2 separate regions of the Ovis aries genome follow, and region 2 is linked to region 1. The links are chromatin contacts, called in public Hi-C maps. All regions are on one chromosome and are shown on one strand. The core of a region is the stretch at or near the end of the contact, and the rest is flanking DNA. Distances in the headings are between cores, read along the strand shown. Region 1 overlaps HIPK2 (homeodomain interacting protein kinase 2). Region 2 overlaps LOC121819515 (putative HTLV-1-related endogenous sequence).

The links. Hi-C and Micro-C count contacts between places; a contact is called where the count stands out from the background.
Region 2: a Hi-C map of liver shows a contact between it and region 1, with 5 times the contacts expected there. The contact joins two enhancer-like sites. A contact is called at or near these places in 8 of 16 Hi-C or Micro-C datasets (blood, liver, mesenteric adipose tissue and 4 more).

Annotation. Positions count from the first base shown.
Region 1 is chr4:104,538,891-104,544,923 of ARS-UI_Ramb_v3.0, forward strand. HIPK2 (homeodomain interacting protein kinase 2) reads right to left here. Exons shown (of 15, transcript XM_027968868.3): 3 at 1,572-1,695; 4 at 1,057-1,176. Among named protein-coding and RNA genes, the nearest start is that of CLEC2L, 99 kb to the left of the region's middle. Within about 2 kb of position 3,646, at least 19 of the 54 cell types and tissues checked have an H3K27ac peak or open chromatin away from gene starts, as enhancers often do. A contact at or near this core is called in liver, where this site is marked.
Region 2 is chr4:104,716,082-104,722,114 of ARS-UI_Ramb_v3.0, forward strand. The region is part of intron 1 of LOC121819515 (putative HTLV-1-related endogenous sequence); the gene reads right to left. Among named protein-coding and RNA genes, the nearest start is that of TBXAS1, 11 kb to the right of the region's middle. Within about 2 kb of position 2,515, at least 12 of the 54 cell types and tissues checked have an H3K27ac peak or open chromatin away from gene starts, as enhancers often do. A contact at or near this core is called in liver, where this site is marked.

The DNA.
Region 1 (6,033 bases), core at 2,396-4,895:
ATCCAGGCTTCGATGAGGGAACAGCTGGCTAAGAAGGCCTGAATCTCCTAACTAAGACACAGTAATGGCCAGCCTCAGCCTCCTCCTGCCAGGACTCTTTTTCACTGGACCTGACCTTGAGCCGCTCACCCTCAACAGCTGCCAAACGCCAGCCTCCCATCAGGAGCCTCAGAGGCCTGCTCAGCTGCCAGATCTCTTTTCTAAATCTTTTGCCATCACTGACCACACATTATCTCTAAATGTATTACAGTTTGGCTGTGGTTTCTGTTAAAAAAATACCCACCTACACTCTTGCAAAAAAAAAAACACCTAAAATGAACACAAAACACACTTAAGAGGTATATTATTTTCTCCTTCCCAGGAAAAAAACAAAACCAACAACATTAATTTTAATCACTAGGCACAGATCAAAGTGAAAGCAAAATATGTTTCCGTTAAAGTCAAGCCGCCCGAGTTTACGGTGTGCAGTGAGGCGCTACACCACCTGCCGGCGGGGCCAGCAGACCCCTCCCGGAGCCTTCGGATACTGTGTAGCTGCCTGCAAGGCTCTCTGCATCCTTCAGGGCCTGGCTTAAACGCTCCTCCTCGACCCTCTGCCATAGCAGGAATCAAGGCTCCCTCCTCCAGGCTCCCACATTCTATTCCTGCCGGAAATGGTGCTGGCCATGGGGAGGGGGCAGGGCTATCACACATGTTCAGTCTCCCTCTGCACTGGGAGCTCCTTAAGGGCGGGGGACCATTCACTTCTTTCATTTCTCTATCCAGCAGCCAACCAGGCAGGTCGTCCAGGTTTACTGGATGAAATTGAGGGAGTTTAGCAATCAGAGCTTGAGGTGCAAAGGCAGTAGGTCAAGCAAAGCGGTGCTTTCTGAACATTCAAAAATCCATCCACCATGTATTATCCACAGTCGCGACCCCGCCATGGCCAAATCAGAGTCAGAGCCAGGACCCATGTGCCTCGGTTAAAGGCTCCTGGCGAATGGGGGCACTTTTCGCGGGGACCTTCTTCCCCGTAAGCTGGGTGTTGGTGAGGAATGAGGCAGGCGCTCTTCCTACCTTCAGCCTCCACAGAGGATACGGTGAGTCTGTGTCCCGGTTGAAAAACCTAGTTGTCTTTGTCCCCGCGCTTAATAAATATTCTGCTGGCAAACCCTGTGTTTGTGAAATATACCGGATCTGCAAGGAAAGATGGGAATGAGGTCAGGGCTTTTCCTGTCACCATACACGTGGTATACTAACAGCTCTAGTGTCTCAGAGAAAAATGACAATTTTATAGGGAGAGAATGAAGTAATCAAAGGAAAAGGGAAAAGGAAGAAGAACAAAGAAAGAAAAGCCAGGCGATCCTCAATTGTAAACTTGGATACTGGTACTTGAAGGGATAACACAGGTAAGATGCTTCAATAAAGGTTGTGGCTAAATTTAAAAAAAAAAAAAAAGTGATTGAAGGGAAGGAAGGTTTGGGAGACAGTATCACACCTCAGAGCCCCACCCCATGTCAGGTTATGGATGGGGTGCCCATCCAGACAAATGAAGAGAGCTGGCTGAGAACACCTGTGCTGTCTGGACCCACCTGATCATACTCTGAAGCTCCTGGATACAGTGGCCAGCCCAGGAACAGCTCTGCAATGACGCAGCCCAAAGACCACATATCAATTGCCTCACAAAATGGTAAACCCAGGATGATCTCAGGGGCCCTGAAAAGGAAGAATGGAAAAAAAACAGTCATTAGCAATTTGGAAAAGCAGGAAGCTATTTCTATACGAATTCTAAAAAAAAAAAAAATCCAGTCTTTCAAACCCAAGCTACCATTACTGACCCCCGCAAGGTCCTGTTGTTCTTGAGCTGGGTTGCAATGATCTTTGTATCCTTTGGCTTGGTCCTCCCATCAGTAGGGTGCCTAGCTAGGTGACTGGCTGAGATGCACGGCAGGTCTGAGGTTGTAGAGCAGACCCAGAGGGAACCACAGCTACTGCTTCACTACCATCACGCTCCAGCCAGACGAGCTAATCAACGCCTTTGAGATACTCAGGAATTATCTTTTGTAGCTGAAAACCCAGGAAATCAACCTTTAGAGAATGCCCAGGTTTTTTTTAATTTTGCTGAGTGGCGTGCAGGATCTTAGTTTCCTGCTGCTAAGCTGCTAAGTCACTTCAGTCGTGTCTGACTCTGTGCGACCCCATAGACGGCAGCCCACCAGGCTCCACCGTCCCTGGGATTCTCCAGGCAAGAACACTGGAGTGGGTTGTCATTTCCTTCTCCAATGCATGAAAGTGAAAAGGGAAAGTGAAGACGCTCAGTTGTGTCCAACTCTTAGCAACCCCATGGCCTGCAGCCTACCAGTCTCCTCCATCCATGAGATTTTCCAGGCAAGAGTACTGGAGTGGGTTGCCATGGCCTTCTCCACTTAGTTTCCTGACCAGGGATCAAACCTGCTCCCTGAACATTCAGTGGAAGCTCCAAGTCTTAACCACTGGGTCACCAGGGAAGTCCCAAGGATGCTTAGTTTTTACAAAGGAATTCTGAAGTACAGGTATTCTATTTTCAGTCATATATAAAACAAGTTGCCTCCCCGCAGAATGGGATTAAATCCAGTATCTGTTTATACCAACAATCCCTTTTTAGGAGTTTGTATCATACTTTTCCAAGGAAACACTAGTTTTGTTTTTTTTTTTCCATTACCTTCTAAAGAATTCTCTCCTATGACAATTATAGTACCTGGTTCATGATCTGTAGTTCAGGTGTAAATCAGAATTCCATTATAAACCCTTTCCTAACTTCAGAAAATATATTCCTTCACATGATAAACCTGGTTACCTGCTGGAACTTCTGAAGGAAATCACCTAAACTCAAAGAGAAAATTTCACATATACTTGGTAATCAAAACCAAAGACCACAAGAGTAGCTCTGCTTTTCTAGGAATTGGTCATGATTGCTAGGTTCACATTTTGGAGAAAACCATGCTCAGAGCATGAGATATGAACTCAGTTTATGATTTTTTTTTTTAAACGTGGCTTAAGGCATTCTGCTGATGCACGGGCCCAACTTCTGTTTTCTCTATCAACGGTCCCCTTGATGGCGTGATCCCGGAAGATGCAACTCCACCTTTTTAGCAGCCTGGAGAGGGAGCCTGGGAGCTGGGAGACTTTTCTCTATCGGGGTTATCTCTGCCCAGCCAGCAGGAGAGGAGGGAGGGAGGGGTGCCAGGAGCACCTCCACTTGTTGGAGCTTCGAGCTGAATTTTCCCTGCACAAAGCATCTCCCTGCCTGCTCCTTTAAACTGGCTCTCATTGCTGGGTTTTTTTTTTTTCTTTCTCTACATAACGGTTCTGAAAAAACAAGTAAGAACCAAAAGGTCTTGCTATCAAGTCTTTTGATTTTTCAGCTGTAAAAAGGAGTCTCTTCCCTTCCTTGGAGCTGGAGAGGCAGCACTACTGTTGGTGCTTCTAGGGCGCTGAGACTGTGGTCTGGGCGGCAAGGCCAAGGTTGGGTCTCCGTGGGCTTGGAAGGAGGGGACTGCTGCGGAGGGCCGGGGAGCGAGATGTCCCTGCCCCCTCGCTGCTGGGTGTCTTCAGCTCCAGTGTTGTGCCTGACACTTCGCTCTGTCCTTGGTCTTTGTCTCCTCCCAGCCTAGTTGCTGACAGTTCACGTGGACGTGGGGGATGGCTCTTGCCCTCCGGCACAGATGCCCTGGTGAGGCTGGGGAGGCATCAGTGCTGGACTGTCCCGGGTCATGGGACCTTGGACCTGGCCTAGGTCACTGTGTCCAGCGGTGCACCCAAACACCAGGGCTTCCAGAGCCACAGATCATTACGTGGAACTGAAGAGACTACCGCAGGTTGCTTCCAGCAATGCCATCTCTTCCGCGGTGGTTTCGGTTTAAAAAAAAAAAAAAAAACCACATCTTTTTGAAAAGAAGGGAGTGTCTCAAAAGAACATGATAGTGAAAATAACATGCTCTTGTCACACATGTGGCAGAACCTGCTTTGCTTTCTGTCCTCTCTGTTCGAGAGTCAGACGTGTCTACCTGCCTCCTCTCACGTGGAGACTCTGGCCTCTCCTTGGGGAGGTACCTGCTCTGGTCCTGAGAAGCCCCTCTTGTGGCAGCTGCTGCTGGCTCAGAATCAGGCATCTTGGCACCTGTCTCCCATTCTTGTGACCTGTCCCTTTGCCCGTTGTAGCCTGGACACTCCAGTCTCCAGGTCGGCTCTTAGGAACAGGCTGCTCTGGTTCCATGTGGCCATCTCTGGACTTGACCATGAGGCTGTCCTTCCTATCAGGTTAATTAACTGGCCCTCATGCCCCAGCACTCTTGCCTGGAGAATTCCAAGGACAGAGGAGCCATGGGATCGCAAAGAGTGGGACACTCTTGCGACTAACTTTCACTTTCACTTTTTCATGCCCTTAAGCAGACCACTGGGAACCCCTGGAAACCCATTTCCCAGATTCTGTTCCCTGATGATCTGCCCAGCAGAATCCAACAGGTAAGACTGTCATGCAAAGGGCATGCCAGTGATGTTCTTGGGCAAGAAACAGCAGACTCACGCTACAGGAATGGGACCTGTGAAAACCATTTAGTTGGGGACTTCCCTGGTGGCCCAGTGGTTAAGACACCGAGGTCCTTATACAGGGGGCTCAGGTTCGATCCCTGGTTGAGGAAGTAATATCCCATATGCTGCAACTAAGAGTTCTCATGCCTCAACTAAGATCAGGCACAGCCAGATAAATCGTAAGTAAATGTTAAAAAAAATTGTTTAGTCCATCAGAAAACGGAATGACAGCAATTCCTGGCATCGCGATATGTACGGCAGAGGATTTCTTTTGCTGTGATCTAGTGAGCAAATGTGCGGGCATCAGGCAGGGCAGCTGGGAGACAAAAGAAACAGAAGGTGCAGCCCTGTCCCCCACGGGCTGCTGGGGAGGCGACACCAAAGCACAGGGGACAACTGAAGCTGAGCACAAAAACATACACACACACACACACACACACACACACACACACACACACACGCGCGCGCGCGCACACACACACAGACCTAATCCAAGTGCACACTCTCGCTCTAGTGTCTCCCATCTAACAATAAAACAGAACACAAGAACAAAACACGCCAAAACCAAACCTCTCCCAATCCCTTCAGCCCCTGCAGCTGCTGCCCTAGTTTTCTGTTCTCCGTCCAAAAGCCAAGTCTCTGAAGAGCCATGTCTGGCATCTTCCCATGCTCCGTCTCTCGCATCTTCCCTCCCTCCTCTCACTGGACTTGCCCCTCCGCTCCATTCAAGCGTGGAGCTCGCCGAGGCCAGCAGGGGCCACGCTGCGCCCACTGGTCAGGTTCTCAGCTCTGGAGCCTGAGAGCCGTGTTCCTTCCACACGGCTGGTCGTTCCACCCAGTCTGGAAACAGGCAATCTTGGTTCGCACGACACTGCGTGCTCCTGCATTTGCTCTGCTCTGCGGCTCATGGCTTGTCCTCCTCTGTCTAAGCGCTGCCCATGGCAAAGCCCCAGGACCCCTTCTCTTCTCTCATTTCGTTGTTTTTCTAGGTAATTCTTATGGGGTTGAACTGTGTCCCAAACTCATGCTGAAGTCCTAATCTTCGGTAGCTCAATGTGGGCCCTTCTTTGGTAATGGGGTGACTACGGATGTCAGTTACGATGACCTCGTCCTGGAGCAGGGTGCATCCTTCATCCAATCCAGCATGACCAGTGTCCTTGGAAGAAGGGGGACATTTGGACACAGACGCAGAGGGAAGACGGCCATGTGAAGACGGAGGCAGAGACTGGAGTGATGCTGTCACAAGCCAAGGAGTCTGCAGAAGATAGAAGGGGCAAGAAGGCCCCTCCCTGGAGGCTTCAGAGGGAGCACGGCCCTGCTGACACCTTGATTTTGGACTTCTAGCTTCCAAAACTGTGAGAGAACAAGGCTCTGTTATTCTGAGTCATGTGTTTTGTGGTACTCGTCTCTGCACGCTGGGAAACTGTGACGGTCACTGTGGCCATTCTTAGCGGTTTAAATCCCATTTTGTGTATTTCCCAAAGT
Region 2 (6,033 bases), core at 1,265-3,764, 180 kb after region 1:
CTGGTCTGTACTGTACTGGCCTTGCTGTACTATTGCTGTGGAAGTGGCGTAGGGAGCAGGACAAATTGGAGGACAGGGCAGATATGAAAAAGAGACAGACAGACGGGAAGATGTTCAGTGACGCAATCCATGGGCATAGGGCTTACCCTGCAGCTCCCAGGCTTCTTCTGGCAATTTTCCTAGCTTCCAGGTAGCTTGACCAAGCAGACAGAATAATGTGGCCACTTCCATGAAGAGGGTACCTCTTTCCCTATGTAAGTGGGTAATCCGTGGCTCACTCAACAAAGCAAAAGCAGCGACTGACACACCCCAGCTGATTTTGTTGGTAAACATTATCCAACTGTTTTCTTATTAATTTACCTTGGCAATACCTCTCGATTATATAATTATGTGGAATTTCAGACCCATATTTACTTCTATCCCCCACACACCTTCTGTTCCTTCATCTTCCTGCCACCATATTGAGAGAAAGGACACACATCTTGTCTCAGCTCCTGCAGAACCTCAAACAGTCCTATTGGGAGAGAAGACAGATGTCATCCAAAGAGTGGGGTGAAACCAGGGCTGTGGCAGGAAGTGGTGACTGGAATGGGGGGATAGTGGTGCACACCTGCTCAGCAGGTGAGCTGGCCTGCCCGGAGCAGGCAGGATCCACCTACAGGAAATGCCAAATAGATACTGGGAACAAGAGCTAGAAAAGCAAAGTGACAAGTGCCTATTGTGAAACAACCTAGTTTGAAATAGTTCATGTTGATCATTAGGGAGGACTAGAGAATTCTGGCCAGTTGAGTACAACTGTCAGGGGAAGAGGGGAAGCTGAGATCTTTCCTGAGGCAAAGAGGAGGGCTTGAGAAACAAAATAGGGGGTAACTCATAAACAGAAATCAAAGAATTGCTGATGCACTGCGGCTCAAACCCAGCAGCATCCTCAGAGATTCAGTACCCAGAGGTGCTGTCTTCGAAGCCACTGTGTAGGTGGAGGAAATCCCTCTGAGAGAGTCTTTTCAGCCAGATCAGATTCTGGTGGTTTGAGTAAAGTGTCTGCCTACAATTTGGGAGACCCAGGTTCGATCCCCTGGCTTGGGAAGATCTCCTGGAGAAGGGAAAGGCTACTGAATACCTTCAGTATTCTGGCCTGGAGAATTCCATGGATTGTATAGCCCATGGGGTGGCAGAGTCAGACACGACTGATTGACTTTCACTTTCAGGGGCCAGAAGGAAGCTCTGTTCTCTAGGGGCAGGCCAGACCTCCAGCATCAGAGTCACCTGGGAATTTGATAGACATGCAGATTCTCAGGCCCCAGCCCTACAGAATCAGAAACTGAAGGGGGTGGGGTGGGGGGTGCCCAGAAGTCTGTGTTTTAAAATCCCTCCCATGTGTATCTGATGTCCCATATTGTTTGAAAAGCACTGTGCTATTGACATAGACACCTGGGGATGCTCCTGCACTCAAAAATGGCTCTCCCTCTATCTTCCTCATCTCTCTAGAACCACCACCCCTGTCTCTCTCATCCAGGCTGGGGACCTTGGTGTGTGTCCCACAGGGCTGCTGTGGAGGGGGGCAGCACGGAATAACTGAGTTGAGGGGTGCTGATCACCCGGGAACTTGCTAGACAAGACAAATTATCCAGCAGGTGGAAGTGTCCTGGGGAAGGCATGCCTTAATGCTAAGTTGTACAAAGTCAGGGTTTAGTCGCATGGTGGGGTTCCATCCCAGGCTCTCTTCACTTTCTTCTTCCCAATCCGTCATCAAATCCTCCAGGGGTTCTACTTATGGAGCATCTCCTGAATCCGCCCACCACCACCATCCTTCTCAACACCATCTGATACCTGTCCCTCTCTCCCCATTCCACTGCCCTTTCACACAGGCACACACATGTGCATGCCCGCCTTCACATACATGCACAACACAGGAATCTCTGCCAGTAACTCTTGCCTGTGGGGTAAAGTTCATGTTCATCCTGGTATCCAGAGGTCTCTTCCTGCCAGCCACCCCTGACTGCTCCCATGTTATCTCCTAGCCTTCTTCATGAACCCTCTGATCCAGCCAAACTGGTCTACTGGTAAACCCTGATAAGATAAGCTAGTCAAATTAGAGCCAGTGAACCCGGGACAGGTACAGGCAGCCACGAGAGTGTCTCGGTGGTACAGCTGCAGAAACTTGAAGTACTTAGGAGTCCAGGTGGACGCTCTTTGATAAACAGTCCCACACTTAGATCAAGTGGAGAATGGTACTCACTTGAGTGGAAAGGGACTCACTCCATGGTGCTTTCTCTGTACCTCTTCCTTTCTTTTGTTATATCTTTCTTGGAAAGTCTAGCTTGAGAAACGGTTTTGTGGCTGTTTTCCAACAAGCAATATATTTTGTAGAAAATTAATCAAGTACTTGGATTATGGGAGCAAATCTCAGTTGATTTCAGTGTTCCTGCAGAAAGAACGTGACCGCCTATCTTCATGACCCAAAGAGCACTATCGCCATCTGGTGGTTGCTACCTGAAACACAGGCAGAAGTGCATTCATTCATTCGACAAACATTCCGTGAGTACCTATTGAGTGACAGACAGGCTTTCTCCTGGCCTCTGAGAATACACCGTTGAATCAGAAAAGGTCTCTGTTCCCCAAACATTTACATCTACAGGGTAGACATGCAATTAGTCAGGCAACTTCAGTGGAGAAAGCTTGGGGACCTGTGGTAGGACAGGGAACTCATCATCATGGGTAGTCCTGGAGGACTTCCTTGATGAGGTGGAGTCCAGCCCAAGTGTCTTGAAAATGCACAGGAAGGAGTTTGGCCTGTTAGAGGAGGGTGAGGATATAAGATGACACAGGGCTTGCCGTGACTCAGCTGGGCACAGGTACAAGGCTGGCTGGGACTTCAGTACACAGACCAGTGTAGTTGGGACCAGTACAGGCAGGAACTGGACAAAGAGTTCAAGGTACAAGGTTGACTTCTTCAGGCAGACCAAATGGTTTTGATTCACAGCGTCCACTGGGGCGTGGAGAACTGAGGCTTGACTCAAGCAGCACTAGAGTCTGGGAGGGTCGAGTTGGGCAGATTAGTCTTGTCTAGTTGGGTCTAGATGAGCATCACATGTAGGGGGATGGCATCAGTGGCCTCATGGAGCTGCAGGCAGGCTCCCGGCAGTGAATTAGCACAGAAACCTAGCTAGCAGCTGGGGCTTGGGTGGTAGGCTCAGTCTCCTGGACTGCATAAACTTGGTCAGATGTCAGCACTCCATCACTGTGGAGGCCAGACCCACTTTCTCTCTGAACCCTGAACTGACTACAAGCTTTGACTCAGTGTGAGTGTTAGTCTCTAAGTTGTGCCCAACTCTTGAGACCCCATGGACTACACTATAGCCTGTCAGGCTCCTCTGTCCATGGGATTCTCCAGGCAAGGATACTGGAGTAGGTTGCCATCCTCTTCTCCAGGGGATCTTCCCAACCCAGGGACTGAACTCACATCTCCTGCATCCCAGACAGATTCTTTACCATCTGAGCCACCAGGGAGGCCCTTCGCTTTTAGGGGGGCCTCAGTTACCATTTCTCACCCTGTTCTGGCAGCCTGTTTCCTACGTAGGGGTTGTTGGGTGGAGAGCATGCCCGGATGGGATCTATCTGTGGCAGGAATGCTGTGTGTCTGCCAGCCTTGTTTCTTTCTCTTCCAAGGTCCGCTGCGTTTCTCAGCCTTTTTCACAGGCAAGTATGTCCCATGTCTGAATTCTGTCCAAGGAAATAAAGATGGGTGTGTCTGTGCCACTTCGGAGTCTGACCTGTGAAGACCTTCCTCCCATCTTTTTCCTTTTTCCCATCTGTCAGCTGGTTGTAGATGATCCAGCATCTGAGGGTTAGTAGGTGGGGGTGGGGTAGGGTCACAAGATCAGAAGAGCCTGCATTCCAGAGTCCCTGCCTGGAAGGCTGGCTACCAAATGCCCACTTTCAGATTGCTCAAGGTGAGCAAGAAGTAGACTTCCACAGGTCAAGCCCTTGAGATCTCCTTGTGTCTGTGTGTGTGTTAGTTGCTCAGTCGTGTCTGACTCTCTACAACCCCAGAGACTGTAGCCCACCAGGCCCCTCCGTCCATGGGATTCTCCAGGTAAGAACACAGGAGTGGGCTGCCATTTCCTTCTCCAAAAGGAACTATAGAAAGAAAGTGAAGTCGCTCAGTCGAGTCCAACTGTTTGTGACCCCATGGACTGTAGCCTACCAGGCTCCTCCACCCATGGAGTTTCCCAGGCAAGAGTACTGGAGGGGGTTGCCATGTCCTTCTCCATGAGATCTCCTCATTCAATACTTATTCTATCCATTCCTCCCCTCCAGGAACCAATTCTTCTTTCTATATTGCTGTTCTGGGGTCTGGGGGGGGGGTCCTACTATCTGCTGATGGGCGTATTTCCTTGAAGGCAGCTCCTGCTGAAATTTCTAATTATCTTCTGTTTGGGGGACTCCTCATTTGGGGGCCTATGTCGTAGTGCCCTCTTTCCTCTATGCCGGGAGTTGGTGGTGCCAACTCGTTGCCTGGAATAGCATTGAGATCTGCTATCAAACTCTGTACACGCTGGATTCTACTTTCTGGGTGTGTCTCCACTATGCCTGCTTTACCTTCTGTGGCTAAGAGGTGAAAAATGGCTGTTCCAGACATTCACTTGCTAGAAACCTCCAAGACTTGCTTTAAGGCAGTCAAGCTGTCTGCCGACCTTCCATTCGCAAGCAGAAGGATGCTCGATTGTCCACACGTGACCACACTCCGCCATGAGAAGTGCCAAGAGAGATTCAACGACAGTTTAGGAAGTATGAGCCTCTAACAAGCTGAGATCGTGGGTGACGTACATTGACAGGCTGAGATGTGAAGGAAACGGGATGGGCCATACCATTCCTGCCTAGCAAATCCCATGAACAGAGGAGCCTGGTAGGTGACAGTCCATGGGGTCACAAGAGTTCAACACGACTTAGTGACTAACCCACCAGGATGTGTGATTAGCAATATCAAGAGTAGCTTGTGACTTTCCTGGTGGTCCTGTGGCTGAGACTCTATGCTCCCAATGCAGGGGGACTCGGTTCAATCCCTGGTGGGGGAACTAGATCCCACAAGCCACAACTAAGACTCGGCTCAGCCAAATAAATACATATTTTTTAAAAAGAGCAGCTTGTAGTCAACAACTTCCAGTGATGATACAGTCAAGGTCTGGACAGTGGCACTGCTTCAGCATCCCCACTGTGTGACTGGGGACTTGAGCGATGTTGACATGCAGAGGTTAGACTATAATCTGATGAGCTCAGTACTCGTTTTAATAATGAAGCCAGAGGAGGAACTGTTGACCTACGTAGAATCACATTACTCTCCTGCTTACAGGCCTTTCTTCAGTGGTTCCCCTTTTCTCTGGGAAGGAAAGAGTACATTTTACACACCACAAACCAGGTCTTGGGTGTTCTGACGCTCACTTTTCCTTCTCCACCATCCAATCTCATGTTTCCCTCACTCAGTGTTTCCCAGGCCAGTGTGCCAGTGTTGTCCCAGGTACCGAGCACAAACCCAGCAAATAAATGTTGATGAATGGATGAGAAACAGGGAGGCTGTTAGGAGGCGGGGACCGCAGTGCCGCGATTTGGGTCTCGGTCTAGGTATTATACAAGCACTTTCATTCTCTTTTTTCATATTGACTGTACTGGGTCTTCTTCGTGCCATGTGGGTTTAGTTGCCCTGATGCATGTGGAATCTTAGTTCCCTGACTAGGGATCGAACCCACATCCTCTGCACTGGAAGGCAGATTCTTAACCACTAGACCACCAGGGTACAAGCTAGACCACCCTAGATACAAGCTCTCTGAGATCAGAAGCTTCACCCGTTTGCTGCCCCAGTGGATTCCTGTTGCCTAGAACAGTAGCTAGCATGGAGTAGAGGCCGATACATTTATTGAACAAGTGAGATGAAGTGGAATGATTGAAAGAATGAATGGCTAAAGGGAGCAGTGGCCCGAAATGGGAGAGACTTGGTCGGCAGAAGCAATAGGTTTCGGTGATGAGCTAGGTGCA